2 separate regions of the Capra hircus genome follow, and region 1 is linked to region 2. Evidence: chromatin contacts called from public Hi-C data. All regions are on one chromosome and are shown on one strand. The core of a region is the stretch at or near the end of the contact, and the rest is flanking DNA. Distances in the headings are between cores, read along the strand shown. Region 1 overlaps MICALL1 (MICAL-like protein 1). Region 2 holds the start of LOC108636071 (a long non-coding RNA gene).

Evidence for each region. Hi-C and Micro-C count contacts between places; a contact is called where the count stands out from the background.
Region 1: a contact with region 2 is called in a Hi-C map of blood, with 2.0 times the contacts expected there. The contact joins two enhancer-like sites.

Annotation. Positions count from the first base shown.
Region 1 is chr5:108,657,501-108,664,560 of ARS1.2, forward strand. MICALL1 (MICAL-like protein 1) reads left to right here. Exons shown (of 16, transcript XM_018048741.1): 10 at 1,999-2,133; 11 at 2,685-2,811; 12 at 2,938-3,028; 13 at 3,183-3,256; 14 at 5,660-5,774; 15 at 5,942-5,988; 16 at 6,984-7,060. Among named protein-coding and RNA genes, the nearest start is that of C5H22orf23, 14 kb to the right of the region's middle. Within about 2 kb of position 4,456, at least 5 of the 5 cell types and tissues checked have an H3K27ac peak or open chromatin away from gene starts, as enhancers often do.
Region 2 is chr5:108,615,338-108,622,050 of ARS1.2, forward strand. LOC108636071 (a long non-coding RNA gene) reads left to right here and starts at 5,387. Exons shown (of 4, transcript XR_001918122.1): 1 at 5,387-5,488; 2 at 5,671-5,804. Within about 2 kb of position 1,499, at least 4 of the 5 cell types and tissues checked have an H3K27ac peak or open chromatin away from gene starts, as enhancers often do.

The sequences.
Region 1 (7,060 bases), core at 3,206-5,705, 45 kb after region 2:
ACACGTGGGGTGTTTAGTTGTGCCATGCAAACTCTTAGTTGCTTCATGTGGGATTGAGTTCTCTGACCAGAGATCGCGCCTGGGCCCCCCTGCAGAGTCTTAGCCATTGAACCAATATGGAAGTCCTGGAGCCACCAGCTTCTTTTTTAAAAAATTATTAATTGATTATTTTTGGTTGTATTGGGTCCTGTAGCACGTGGGCTTTCTCTAGCTGCAGGCGCGGGGGCTGCTCTGTTGCAATGTGCCGGCTGCTCATTGCGGGGGCCTCTCTTGTGGCCAAGCGCAGGCTCTCGGCGCACGGGCTTCGGGTGTTGCAGCACGCGGGCCCGAGAGCGTGGGCTTCGGTAGTTGTGTGCAGGCTCAGTGGCTTCGAGGCATGTGGAATCTTCCCGGACCAGGGATCGAGCCCGAGTCCCCTGCGTTGGTAAACGGATTCTTAACCACTGGGCCACCAGGGAAGTCCACCAGCAGGTTCTGATCCTGCACTTTGTGCTGCACTCTGCAGTCCTCTGAGGGCCCGGGCTTACCCGCCCTGGGTGGAGGCTGGCCCCAGGCCGGCTGTAGTCCTGATCTGACCAGCCTGACAGAGGATAAGTCTGCAGAGGAGCCGGAGCTGTTGGTTTGTGCAACTTTCAAATGCCGTCTAACCTTCTTTGGTCTGGGTGACCACCCCCAGCCCAGCTGTCACCACCTGCTGTGTGTCTTGGACAAGGTCCCGCCTTTTCTCTGGGCCTCCGGATGCTCTTAGGGGTCCCAGGGTTCCTTGCTGAGTGGGTGGAGGAGAGAGCTGATTGTGAATCCCCCCCATCCCCACTACAGGCAGCTGGCCGTTTCCTGCCTTGAGATGTGTGAAGGGTTGGTTTGAAGTTCTGTTGCTGAGAACCCTTGAGGGACTTGGGGCCTTCGGGCTGTCTGACCCTGTTGAGGTGCTCCAGGTGTGATTGTGGAGGGTGAGGGCAGAGCCCCAAGGGGGCTTCCTCCTGGGGTGCCCCATCCCTTACCTTCACCCTAGGATTCAGAGGGAATCTGAGACATTGAGGGCGGGAGACAAGGCCCTTGGGTAGGTGCTGCTCTGCGGGGACCAGACTGTCTCCCAGCCGCGCCTGGACTCCTACGTCAGCTCCCAGAGCAACTTGCAGCCTCAAAGAACTCCCCCTCCCCCACCTGAGCAGCTGGCACAGGTGAGGTGAGCAGCTCTCCCCTCCCCCTTCCTCCCCCAGCTCTTGGAAAGCCAGGTCCTCACTCCTGGGAGCACTCCATGGCCTCAGGGATGCCTGTTTCCGATGAGCTGGGGGAAGTGTGGGAAGATGCTGGCACTGCCCTCGTGGCAGGCAGGGTCTATTCCCGTGCTGGGCCTGCCCGCTCTGCTGGCCTCAGAGAGGACAGAGATCTCCCTGGGGAGGAGCAGTGTAGGATGGGGGCCTTTCCTGGGTAGGGCAGGGGCTGCCTCCCTCTACTGAAAGCGGGATCCCGCTTTTGTACTTCCTGGCTGGGAGACCCTGGGCAAAGTGCTGAGCCCTGTAATCCCTGCTGGGAAAGCGGTGTTGGTGAGGCCTGGGTGAGCTACCATTGCTTCGTCCTGCCCTAAACTGCACGTCCTGACCACTGCCCCCAGCGCCGGAGGGCTGCCCGGCCTGAAACAGACCAAGTCACACTCCAGCTTGGGCCCTTGGGAAGAACATGACCTTGGGCCAATTACTTAACCCCTCAAAACTTGAGTTTCCTCACCGGTAAGATGGGCAGACACGACCCACTTTGTGGAGTGGTTGTGAGGATTAGACAAGCGTGTAGAACAGCACCGAGTGTGGCAGCTGCACATGAGGGGTGCTGGGAGGTGGAAGTCTTTGTTGAATGACTGGGTGCCTCAGACTGGATGCTGGGAGATTCTGCCTGAGTCCCACCCACCCTGCTTTCCGTGGATCCACGTGATCAAGCTCCCAGGGTCCCACTGCCCCTTCCTGACTTTTAATATCTTCTGTCATGTTTCCCTGCCTTTAGTCTTCTTGCAAGGAGAACCCTTTTAACCGGAAGCCATCACCCACAGCATCCCCAAGTGTAAAGAAGGCCACCAGGGGCTCGAAGCCAGCGAGACCACCTGCCCCAGGACATGGCTTCCCACTCATCAAACGCAAGGTATCTGCTGGGAGCCCCAGATACCTGGCTACCTGGGCTCCGGCCCCGTGCCTTGGCGGCCTCAGGCTTCCTGTGGGACCCTGCGACAGGGAGGTCCGTCTGGGCACCTTCCCTGAGATGTGGGAGGGGGCGTGCCTGGGAGGCCCAGGTGGGAGATCTGACTTGCAGCCAGGGGGAATTTTGAGCAGATCAGCTGCTCTGACCAAAAGCACTGGGTGATGCATTTAAATTGTTGCTAATAATAGTGCAAGGATCAAAGCCTTCACATGACATACTTCTACTTAAACAGCTTAAGAGTGTTCTTGGTTTCTCTCTCCTTTGGGTCTCTTTCTCATATTATGATGTCCTTTCTGGAGTGCCAGAGGAGGGGAGGAAGTTGCCAAGAGAGGCAGAAAGTTGTGTCACCCTCTGGGCATGCCTGACGGCACTGGGACCCAGGGCATGGGGTGTGGGACAGAGCCTGGGAGGCCAGCACTGGCCAGAGGGAAGCTCCTGGCGGCAGACAGATGGGAGGGCGGGCTGATCGCAGGTGACTGGGTGCTGTTGGGCAGGTCCAGTCCGACCAGTACATCCCCGAGGAGGATATCCACGGAGAAATAGACACCATCGAGCGCCAGCTGGATGCCCTGGAACACCGTGGGGTCCTGCTGGAGGAGAAGCTGCGTGGCGGAGTGAACGGTGTGGGGGCTGTGGGGGGCTTGGCAGGGGGTCGGGGGGACTCAGGTGGGGGAAGCCTCTTCCCCAGGGTGGGAGCCGCCATGGCATCCTTGCCAGCCCTGGCCTCAGTGAGCACCTGGCTTGCAGAGGGCCGTGAAGACGACATGCTGGTGGACTGGTTCAAGCTTATTCACGAGAAGCACCTGCTGGTTCGGCGGGAGTCCGAGCTCATCTATGTGTGAGTCCTGCCTCCCCTCCGTCCCCGCCTGGCTCCCCCCTGCCCTGAATCCACAGAGCTCAGGACTGAGAATCTTCACCTTCTTCCCGCATCAGCTCAGGGCAGGGCAGGCAGCCGGGGCAGAAATAACAGTCACCTACTTCCCACTTTCCAGCTTCAAGCAGCAGAACCTGGAGCAGCGGCAGGCCGACGTGGAGTACGAGCTCCGGTGCCTTCTCAACAAGCCAGGTGATGGTGGCCACGCCCCGTCCCCGGTCACCTGCCCTGGGGCCTGGTGACACGGAGGAGTGGGCTGGGGAAGGACGGACAGAGCCCTGATGGGGAGGCCTGAGCAGACTGTGGGAGCAGGGCCAGAGGACATGGCGGGAGGTGCTGTCTTGGTCCTAACAGGGGGTTAATAGACTCAAGCCAAGATGGGAGAGGGGACCCGCGTGGGGCTGTGACATCTGTGTGTCGGATGACAGGCCTGCAGAGACCTCTCCAAGGCCAGGAGCAGACTGACCTTTTTTGGCCCCCTCCTCCCCCGGAAGGTGTGGGTGGGTAGGTCCTGGGGTGTAGGGTTGGGGGCAGTCAGTCTCCAGGGCCCTGGGCTGCCTCGATGAGTGAGGGAGAGCATGTTTCTGTCCTGGGGCAGCTCTGGGCTCATGGCCATTAGGTCAGAGCGTGGCAGGACTCTGCTGGTGCAGGGACGGCCAGTGGGAGGGCCCCCTGCACGGCATGGCTCAGAGCGACTCTGGGAGGGAGGGATGGGGTGTGCTGAGGATGGAGGGGAGCAACTGGGAGGGGCTGGGCATGGAGCCACACCGTCCTGTGCGCTGCGGGAACTTGCTGGTGCCCTTAGGATGTGTGTTGGCTGCACATCCCGGGCTTGGCACGCAGTCTCAGTGGCTCCGTGTGTGACACAGGAACGGAGGTGCCCACCTGGGAGGGCGTTCTCAGGAACAGGAGATGGGATGTGGAAATGTGCTGTGCCCTTGGAGGGGCTGATGCTTACTACGTGACCAAGTTGGGGTCTGCCCACGACGTGGGGTGAAGCACAGCTGTGGGCTGAGAGAGACTGCGGGACTGTGGCACGTCCAGAGGCAGGAGCCAGGGCTTTTGACCACTTCCTCTGGCCCAGGTGGTTAGGAATCGTTGTTTCCCATTGAACAGATGAGGAAACGGAGAGCCAGAGAGGTTGAGACTTGCCTCTTGGTGGGGGAGCTGGGCTTCTTTCCGAGTCTCTGACTTGGCCGTGTGCCTGCACACACACAGTCCCTCCTCCTGGCTGGGATGGTGGCCCTGCTTTCCCATTGACTGGGCAGCTTGGGAGGCTGGATGAGACCCAGAGTCAGGAATGCCCCTGGGGAAGTCACAGAATGTCCCAGCCCTCCACTGCCCTCTATGAGTCACTCCCAAATCTCCGGAGGCTGGGGCGTGGCCACCATGCCGAGGGAGCCGCAGCGACACCTTGTGGCCAGAGAGGGGCCCGCACCTCTGTTCTCCAGGCCAGCCTGGCCCTGGGCCTTGTGTGTGTTACTTCTCCAGTCCTGTGTGAGATGGCAGTGCATTCTGGGCTTGTCTTCCTGTCCTGGTTGTTGCCTTTGGAAGGTGATACTGGTTTAAAGGCCCCAGGTAGGCCGGAGATTAAGGCTGTAGCTTGGGGACATGGGGCTGCCCGGAAACAGGCACTGGCTCCACCCTTGCCGTGGGACACTGGTCAGGGACTTAGCTTCCCTGAGCCTCAGCTTTCCCCCGTGTAGGCTGCGGACATAGCTTACCCAGGCCCCAGATTCGAGAAACAGCAGAGTAGGCTTTGAACTGGAGTGATGACTCTGAAACCCACATTGTCCCCTGGAACTGTGCTGGGCCATTGGTCCAGTTTTGGCAAGAGGAGGCGGTACGGGTTTGTGCCATGGCTGAGGGGTGAGGAAGCCTGTAGTGGCAGATGTTGTATTAGGAAGGTCATATGTGGGGGCATCTGTCCCCTGGAAGTCTGCAGGCTGGGTTAGAGGAATACCAAGGAGCAGGTGGGTCTCTGAGGGTGTGGTTCTGTGGGATGGCCTGCGTTCTTGAAATCAGGAGACGGGGTGGGGGAGGGCAGCAGGTGTCTGAGATATCAGGGACACTTCCTGGCAGGTCTCCCAACCCCCAGGGTCCGTTCTAGTCCCCCCTCCTTCCTGGCATTAGATGGGTGTCCGAGGATGCCTCTTGGGTCACGTTGCTCCTCCTGTATGTGCTCCCTGGGGTTCCCTGGTATCTCCCCACTCCTGCCAGCCCGCCATTGGAAACTCTTAGCAGGCCCAGCCCTAATCCCGCCTCTCCCAAGAAACCACCTAGTGAACACTGGTTGCATGAATGTGTGAACATAAACAGGAAACGCTTTGGGCCGCGCTGGTCTCTGTTCGCAGAGCCTGCGTTGTACTGGTCCTCTCAGAGCCCCCTGGGAGAGTCTCTTTGGTAGGCAGACTGGTATTCTTGGTCTCTTCTGCAACAACCTCTGTTTCTCCAAAAACTGTAATCCCCACCCATCTGGGCTTCTCCTTATCCTCATGGTGTCCAGCGTGGGGCTGATCGGCAGTCACCCTTAGCACTTAGGTGTTGGTTCCTTGCTTCCTGGGCCTCATGTCCCCAGCTTTTCTCCTTGAGCAGAAAAGGACTGGACAGAGGAGGACCGGGGCCGAGAGAAGGTGCTGATGCAAGAGCTCGTGACCCTCATCGAGCAGCGCAACGCCATCGTCAACTGCCTGGACGAGGACCGGCAGAGGTGACTTGGCTAGGGGCGGGGCTCCCGGGGCTTCCTTGGGGATGAGACCTTCACCACCAACCATCTCAGCTCCCCCTTGCTCAGCCTGTGTGGAGGCTCTGGAGGGGCCTGAGAGATTATCTGGCCCTTCCTCCTGTGGGACACTCAGCTTCCCTGTCTCATTTCAGGGAGGAAGAGGAAGATAAGATGTTGGAAGCCATGATCAAGAAGAAAGGTGAGGCCCCTCCTGGGGCTCTGGCCCGCTTGAACTCCTGCAGGGTGGGGGGCCGGTTGAACACAGCGTTGGAAGGGGTACCCACAGGGACAGTGTGTGCAAGCCTTTCTTTTGCCAAGAAGGCCATGTGTAGCAAGGCAAGCCAACCTATGGCCAGGAAGATGGGTGTGGAATGCTGTGGTACCAACAGGGAGGGTGGTGGCGTATGGGGCCCTTTCCCAGGGTATGTCTGCCTTGAGCTGTGCATTCCTCCTTGAGATCCATAGCTGGTTCAGGAGCGGTCTGTGGGTTCAAAGAGCAGTCCCCCAACTCCCGCCCTTGGAGAAGATGAGAGAGCACTGGACTGGGAGTCAGGAGGCCTGGGCCTAATCTTGGTTCCCTCAGTGATTCATTTTGTGGCCTTGCGGTTCCGTCTGGGCTCCAGTTAGACTGGATTCTGGTCCCAGCTGTGACGCGTCCCAGCTGGGTGGCTTTGTGCCAGCGCTTCACCCCTTCAGGCCTCACTCTCCTTGTCTGCAGGATGGGGGTGAACAGAGGCACCCACCTCCTGGGCAGGTGCTGAGGATGACTGAGATAACCTGTATAAAGCATTTAGGCATGGCCTGGCACCCACAAAAAGCTTGGCTGGTGGTAATCTGTTTCAAACTCACATTTTCCTTGTCCATAATAAGTGAGGGACTGGGCCAGATGACTGCGGTTTCTTCTAGCTCTGACAGTCAGTGTTTGTGTTGTGAGCCACAGAGCTGTAGGGGAATAGAGGCTTTTCGAGATAAAACATCAGTCGTGCTCTAGGGCTCCCCCACTGCCTTCGTGTCCCGATCCCTGCCGAAATGCTGGGAAGGGGTGGGGTCCCATCCTAGAGGTGAAGAACTGGAGATGCAAAAGGATGAAGGGACATGTCCACGGTTCCAGGCGACGTGGGGGTGGTGGTGGGCTGAGACTGTTGGCTGCCACTCCCTGGCCCGCCCCAATCAACTGCCCTTTCCCTTCTGCAGAGTTCCAGAAGGAGGCTGAGTCCGAGAGCAAGAAGAAGGGCAAGTTCAAGACCATGAAGGTGCTGAAGCTGCTAGGA
Region 2 (6,713 bases), core at 249-2,748:
ATCTCAACATGACTTATCCTGGATTATCCAAGTGGCCCTTAAGTCCAATGACATGTGTCCTTAGACTCAGAGACACACAGGGAGGAAGAGGGCCACAGAAAGGTAGAAATTAGAGAAAGGCAGCCACAAGCTAAGGGGCACCTGGAGCCCCCGGAAGCTGCAAGGGCCGAGGGAGTGCTCTCCACCAGAGCTGGTACCTTGATTTTGGATTTTCAGCCTCCAAAGCTGTGAGAATAAGTTTCTGTTCTAACCACCAACTTCGTGGTAATTTGTTACAGCAGCTCTAGGAGTCTAACAATGCCTGCTGTGTTTCAGGCCCATTGTAGGATTTCATGCACAGAAGATTGGATCCTTTTTTCACCTGGTGAGCCAACCAGGTGTTGCTAGGCATGAAAGAAAGGAAGTGGGTAAAAAAGCAAAACCCATAAAAAACAAATAATTACTTTTAATTAAAAAGAAAAAAATAAAGTCCCTGGCCTCATCTTAAATTCTAACGCGTGGAGGCAGGTTATAAACCACGCAGAGCATGTTGGGTGGTGATGTATATTATAGAGAAAAATCAAGGATAGGAGTTACTGTTTTGAACTGTATGGTCATCACCCTAATTGGCATCATTTGGGCAGAGAGGCAAGGAGGCAACGTTGCAGATACCTGGAGAATGTGTTAGGGAGAGAAAACTTGCAAGTGCAAAGGCCCTGAGGCCAGAGCATGTTTTATATGTTGAGAGAACGTAGTGAGAAGGCCAGCTGGAGCAGAGCCAGCAAGCGGGAGGGAAGGAAGAGGTTCTGGGTCATATATAGGCCTTGTGGAGACTATTAGGGCTGTGCCTGAGTCCGAGCTGGGAGGCCTTTCTCCGCCAGGGAAGTTACATGACTTGTCCAAGTCCCAGGAGCTAAAGAGGACCGAGGACAGAATGCAGGTCAGCCCAGTTCGAAAGCCTGTGCTGTCTCTGAGACGCAAGGAAAGCCAAAGGCAGGCTCTTTGTTAATATGTAATAAGTCCAAACATTCAGAGAGCTCTTGGTAGTTTTCCAAATACTTCATCTGTTAGCTTGCTGGATTCTAACAAGTGGCAGAGTTGGGATCCAGTGCCAGCCAGGCCTCCTTACCACCCCCTCCCCGGGGCCTGTCCATTCTCTGGTTCCTGGCCTTCTTAAGGAGGGCTCGTGCAGTGTCATCTCTCCTGCGCCCACCACCCGTCCTGACACTGGGCAATGGTGGCTCACAGGATACAGACGCACCTGGGCGCCCCTGGTGTTAACTTGTTTTGAATTCACCATCAGAGATGCATAGTTCATGTCGGAGTCTCCTGTCTCCACCACTGAAATTATGCCAGCTCAAGGTGTGCCGTGTCTGACCCAGCCCCTCAGCACTCTTCTTAACAGGAGACAGGCCATTTCAGGAACCCAAGGTCACACAGAACCACTGTGTAAGCGCCTGGCTTGGGCCGCTTCCCAGTGTCTTGGCACATGTCCAGTCACAGTGCTGGGCAGCCGGCAGGCCTAGTGAGGGGGCAGGCACAGCTGAACTCCGCCTGGTACCGCTTGAGGAATGCAGGGCACCGAGCAGCTGCAGTCAGCTCGCAAGACTTTTATTCCAGCTTGTCTGGAGTGGAAGAAGCAGGCTCATGATCCTCCCACGTGTAATGGGAGTGAGGATTTTTTTGTTTGTTTTTAGGTTTAATTGACTGCACCGGGTCTTAGTTGTAGCGCACACAATCTGTTTTCTGTTGTGGGCATGTGGGATCTAGTTCCTCGACCAGGCATTGAACCCTGGCCCCCTGCATTGGGAACGTGGAGTCTTAGCCACCGGACCACCAGGGAAGTCCTGATGGTCCCGTTTTACGGTTTTATTAGCTGGGAATGGGGAGCTCTGGGTGGTGCCCCTTACCAAACCTTCCTGTGCCAGAAACAGAAAGCAGCCCAGCAAAGTGTGTGGGCTCGGGCTTGGTCAGACCTGGGTTTGAATCCCGGCTCCACACACTAGCTGTGTAACCGTGGGCCAAGTTACTTAGCTTCTCAATGCTTTATTTGTTCATCTATAACTCGGAGGGTAGTAGCATTTCCCTCAATTAAATTATATGAAGTACTTAGCACAGCACCTGGCCATCATGTGCAATGAAAGAATGAAGTCCATTGTTATTAGCTGGCCATGACCTTGGAATTCAGAGTCATAGATTATATGGATAAGCAAGGCTGTTTGCTGGTGGAGCTCAGACTCAGGGCCTACTGACTCACCCAAGGGCTTTCTCTATTCCCTATTCCTGGGTGGACCCAAGGCAAGTCTGTGTCGAGACAGGGTAGAGGCCAATTCACAGAGAGGCTGAGGTGCTTGTCTAGAGTAGCCCAGCCATAGAGGAGCTCTTGCAGGGTGCTGGCAGGGGAAGGGAAAGAGACGACCAGTCCTCTGGCTTTTGCAGCTGAGGAGACAGTGGAACCTCCCATGAGATGGGGGCAGATGGGGCAGCTTGAAACAGGAAGCATGTGCAGGTGGGTAGAGAACTGGGTTCAGACATGCACTCAAGGCCCTGTGAGATGTTTAGGTGGACATGCCCAGGGCGTAAGAACTTGGGCAGCGGCCCTGAACAGCTGGGGCTGGAACCCTGATTGTCAGATCCCAAGGCTGCAGCTGGTTCCTCACCACATAGACCAGCCTCTGGTGGCCTTGGCTCCCTGTCCACAGCGTGGACTGGACCGCAAGCCTGAGATGGGGCTGCTCTTCCCAGAATGGCCTTGACCTCGGGTGGATGCTAACCATTTCCTCATCTGCAAAGTCAGTGGGACCGGCTGTTGTCCAAAGGCTGCAGCCCTGCAGTTTTAGAGTGCTGGGTAAGACTGTGGGATCTAATGGGCCAAGACCTCCCCTGAACACCAGAGAAAAGGGGGCAGCAATGCGCTCTGCAGTAAGGAGAAATAGTTGGATGAATGAACGAACGATGAATACACGAGGAAGTGAGTGAATGAGGCTTATCAAACGAAACAATGTGAGTGTGTCAGTAAGTGGCGTGCTTTAAGTCCTTTCTAGAAGGCAGAGACATAGGATGAATAAATGCTGAATGTATTCACCCTCTCCAGCAAACGGAGAGTGTGGGTGGGCCTGCGCTGTCTCCTATTCTCTGCGACCTTTCCGCCCCACCCCCACCTGCCCTGCGCACTGGAGAGGGCCTGGCATGGGCTGTTGCTTGGAGTCAGGAGCCAGGATTTGGGATGGAGGAAGGGCATCAGGAAGAAGCTGTGAGGGAGGCAGAGGGCGGCCAATTTGAAGATCCCGTCAACTACAAATTGACACTGGCCAAGAGAATTTGCCAGCAAATGAACAAGAACAATAAGGGCATTTGCCGTCTGCCTAGAGGAGACTGAACCCTGTGCTGCTGCAGCTGATGGCTTTCAATACCCGCTGAGGGAGTTCAGGGTGGAGTGAGGCCCTCTGTGTTCCAGGGAATCTGGTGGGTCGGGTCTTTAGATAGATGTTTTCAGGAACTGATTTCGTGACCCCAATCTTTGCATTTCTTCATATCTATTGTTGTTGTTCAGTCGCTCAGTCATGCCCGACTCTTTGTGACCCCATGGACTGCAGCACGCCAGGCTTCCCTGTTCTTCACCATCTCTCGGAGTTTGCTCAAACTCATGCCCATTGAGTTGGTGATGCCATCCAACCATCTCATCCTCTGTCGTCCCCTTCTCCTCCTGCCCTCAATCTTTCCCAGCATCAGGGTTTTTTCTAATGCATCTCTGTGCATCAGGTGGCCAAAGTACTAGAACTGCAGCTTCAGTTTCAGCATCAGTCCTTCCAGTGAATTTTCAGGACTGATTTCCTTTAGGATTGACTGGTTTGATCTCCTTGGTGTCCAAGGGACTCTCAAGCATCTTCTCCAACACCACAGTTCAAAAGCACCAGTTCTTCGGCGCTCAGCCTTCTTTATGGTCCAACTCTCACAACCATACTGTTCACTTCAGTTGCTCAGTCATGTCCGACTCTGCGACCCCGTGAATCTCAGCACGCCAGGCCTCCCTGTCCATCACCAACTCCCGGAGTTTAGGAGTTTATTCAAACTCATGTCCATCGAGTCGGTGATGCCATCGAGCCACCTCATCCTCTGTCGTCCCCTTCTCCTCCTGCCCCCAATCCCTTCCAGCATCAGAGTCTTTTCCAATGAGTCAACTCTTCGCATGAGGTGGCCAAAGTATTGGAGTTTCAGCTTCAGCATCAGTCCTTCCAATGAACACCCAGGACTGATCTCCTTTAGAATGGACTGGTTAGATCTCCTTGCAGTCCAAGGGACTCTCAAGAGTCTTCTCTAACACCACAGTTCAAAAGCATCCATTCTTCGGTGCTCAACTTTCTTCACAGTCCAACTCTCACATCCATACATGACTACTGGAAAAACCATAGCCTTGACTAGATGGACCTTTGTTGGCAAAGTAATGTCTCTGCTTTTCAATATGCTATCTAGGTTGGTCATAACTTTTCTTCCAAGGAGTAAGCATCTTTTAATTTCATGGCTGCAATCATCATCTGCAGTGATTTTGGAGCCCCCCAAAATAAAGTCTGACACTGTTTCCACTGTTTCCCCATCTATTTACCATGAAGTGATGGGACGGGATGCCATGATCTTTGTTTTTTGAATGTTGAGTTTTAAGTCAGCCTTTTCACTCTTCTCTTTCACTTTCATCAAGAGGCTCTTTAGTTCCTCCTCACTTTGTGCCATAAGGGTGGTGTCATCTGCATATTTGAGATTATTGATATTTCTCCCGGCAATCTTGATTCCAGTTTGTCCTTCATCCAGCCCAGCATTTCTCATGATATACTCTGCATATAAGTTAAATAAGCAGAGTGACAATATACAGCCTTGATGTAATTCTGTCCCAATTTGGAACCAGTCCATTGTTCCATGTCCAGTTCTAACTCTTGCTTTTTGACCTGCATACAGGTTTCTCAGGAGGCAGGTCCGGTGGTCTGGTATTTCCATTTCTTTAAGAATTTTCCACAGTTTGTTGTGATCCACACAGAAATCACACTTAGAATCAAACCTCTTACCTGCCAGAGACACTCGGAGGGCACAAACAGAGCCTTGTGTGCACCAGGACCCAGGAGGAAGGAGAGGGTTCCCACAAGAGGCTGAGCCAGACTTGCCCGTGAGGGTCCCAGCGTCTCTGGCAGAGGCGTGGGTCAACAGTGGCCTGCCACAGGGTCGGGGCACTGAATACAACAGTCCTGGGAGCCCCAGAGTGCTGGCTTAAGTCCTTTTGAAGGAGCTCACCATTACTGCCATTACCCTGACCATAGTTTGGCCTCAGGGAGGGAACTACAGGGAGGGAACACAACCCCACCCATCAACGGAAAATTGGATAAAGATTTACTGAGCACAGCCCCGCCCACCAGAGCAAGACTCAGTTTGCCCCACAGTCAGTAACTTCCTATCTAGAAAAGCACTAAATCCCGTCATGATGATATCAGCTCCCGGTGACTAGCAGAAAACCTCTTGTAAAGTAAGTGCTTGATTGCATTGAACTCCTTCTTTACCAAAATCTTTTATACTGACCTTCCCCTAATGCCTCTTTGGAGCAGTCTCTCAGAGCTATCTGAGGCGCTGTCTCCTGGGATGCAGTGCTCATTTTGCCCCAAATAAAATTTAACTCGCAGCTCTCAAGTTGTGCATCTTTTTTGTCAGTTTAGACAGTTATGGCGATTGACGAAGTGACCCAGTGGACTTCCCTCCTTCGCCTGAACTCCGTGAGGAACCAGAGCTTTGATACCAGCAGTGGTGTGCCCATCCGCCCTCTTGGGGCGTGCAGATGAATTTGGGTAAGTCGGTCCTGGTTCTCGGATCTCCTGTATTGGTTGTGATTGTGGGTTTTATTTGGTGGTGGAGCAGGTTACTTGCCTGTTCCCAGTTGAAACATGATACTGGGGGGGGGGGGGCGATTGAAATAAACTGGGGCATACCCCACTCACTAGACACTGAGTGGGGCTCAGCTAAAAGATAGCAGGGCAACAATGCCCACCCAATGGAAAGGTACTGGGTGGGCAGGGCTCGACCTAAAGAAATCCAGGAATACCCGGGGCTTGGCTGAAAGATACCTGTTGCTCTTTTGTAGGGGACTGAGTGGTTTTGGCTGAGTGGTTAGGTAAGAGCTGATCTGACACTCAGTTCTTTATAGAACTTGTCAGGATAAAAGCGAGGAGATTACATGAGAGCCTTGCTCCAAAGAAAAGGGAGGATTCCTCCCAGCCAGTTATGGTTTTCTCAGGTGACTGAGAAATTTACAGGAGTGATGGAGGCAAAGTCCTCGTACGGTGCAGTGGTCCCATGGAGAATGCATGCATGCTAAGTTGCTTAAGTCATGTCCTACTGCTTGTGACCCCATGAACTGTAGCCTGCTAGGCTCCTCTGTCCATGGGATTTTCCAGGAAAGAATACTGGAGTTGGTTGCCATTTCCTTCTCCACCCATAGGGAAGTTGGGCTTCCCTGTTGGCTCAGAGATTAAAGCGCCTGCCTCCAATGCGGGAGACCCGGGTTCGATCCCTGGGTTGGGAAGATCCCCTGGAGAAGGAAATGGTAATCCACTCCAGTATTCTTGCTTGGAAAATCCTATGGACGGAGAAGCCTGGTAGGCTACAGTCCATGGGGTCGCAAAGAGTCGGACACGACTGAGCGAGTTTCTTTCTTCTTTCCATAGGGAAGTTAGTTAAATCCCTCAGTTGTGTCTGAC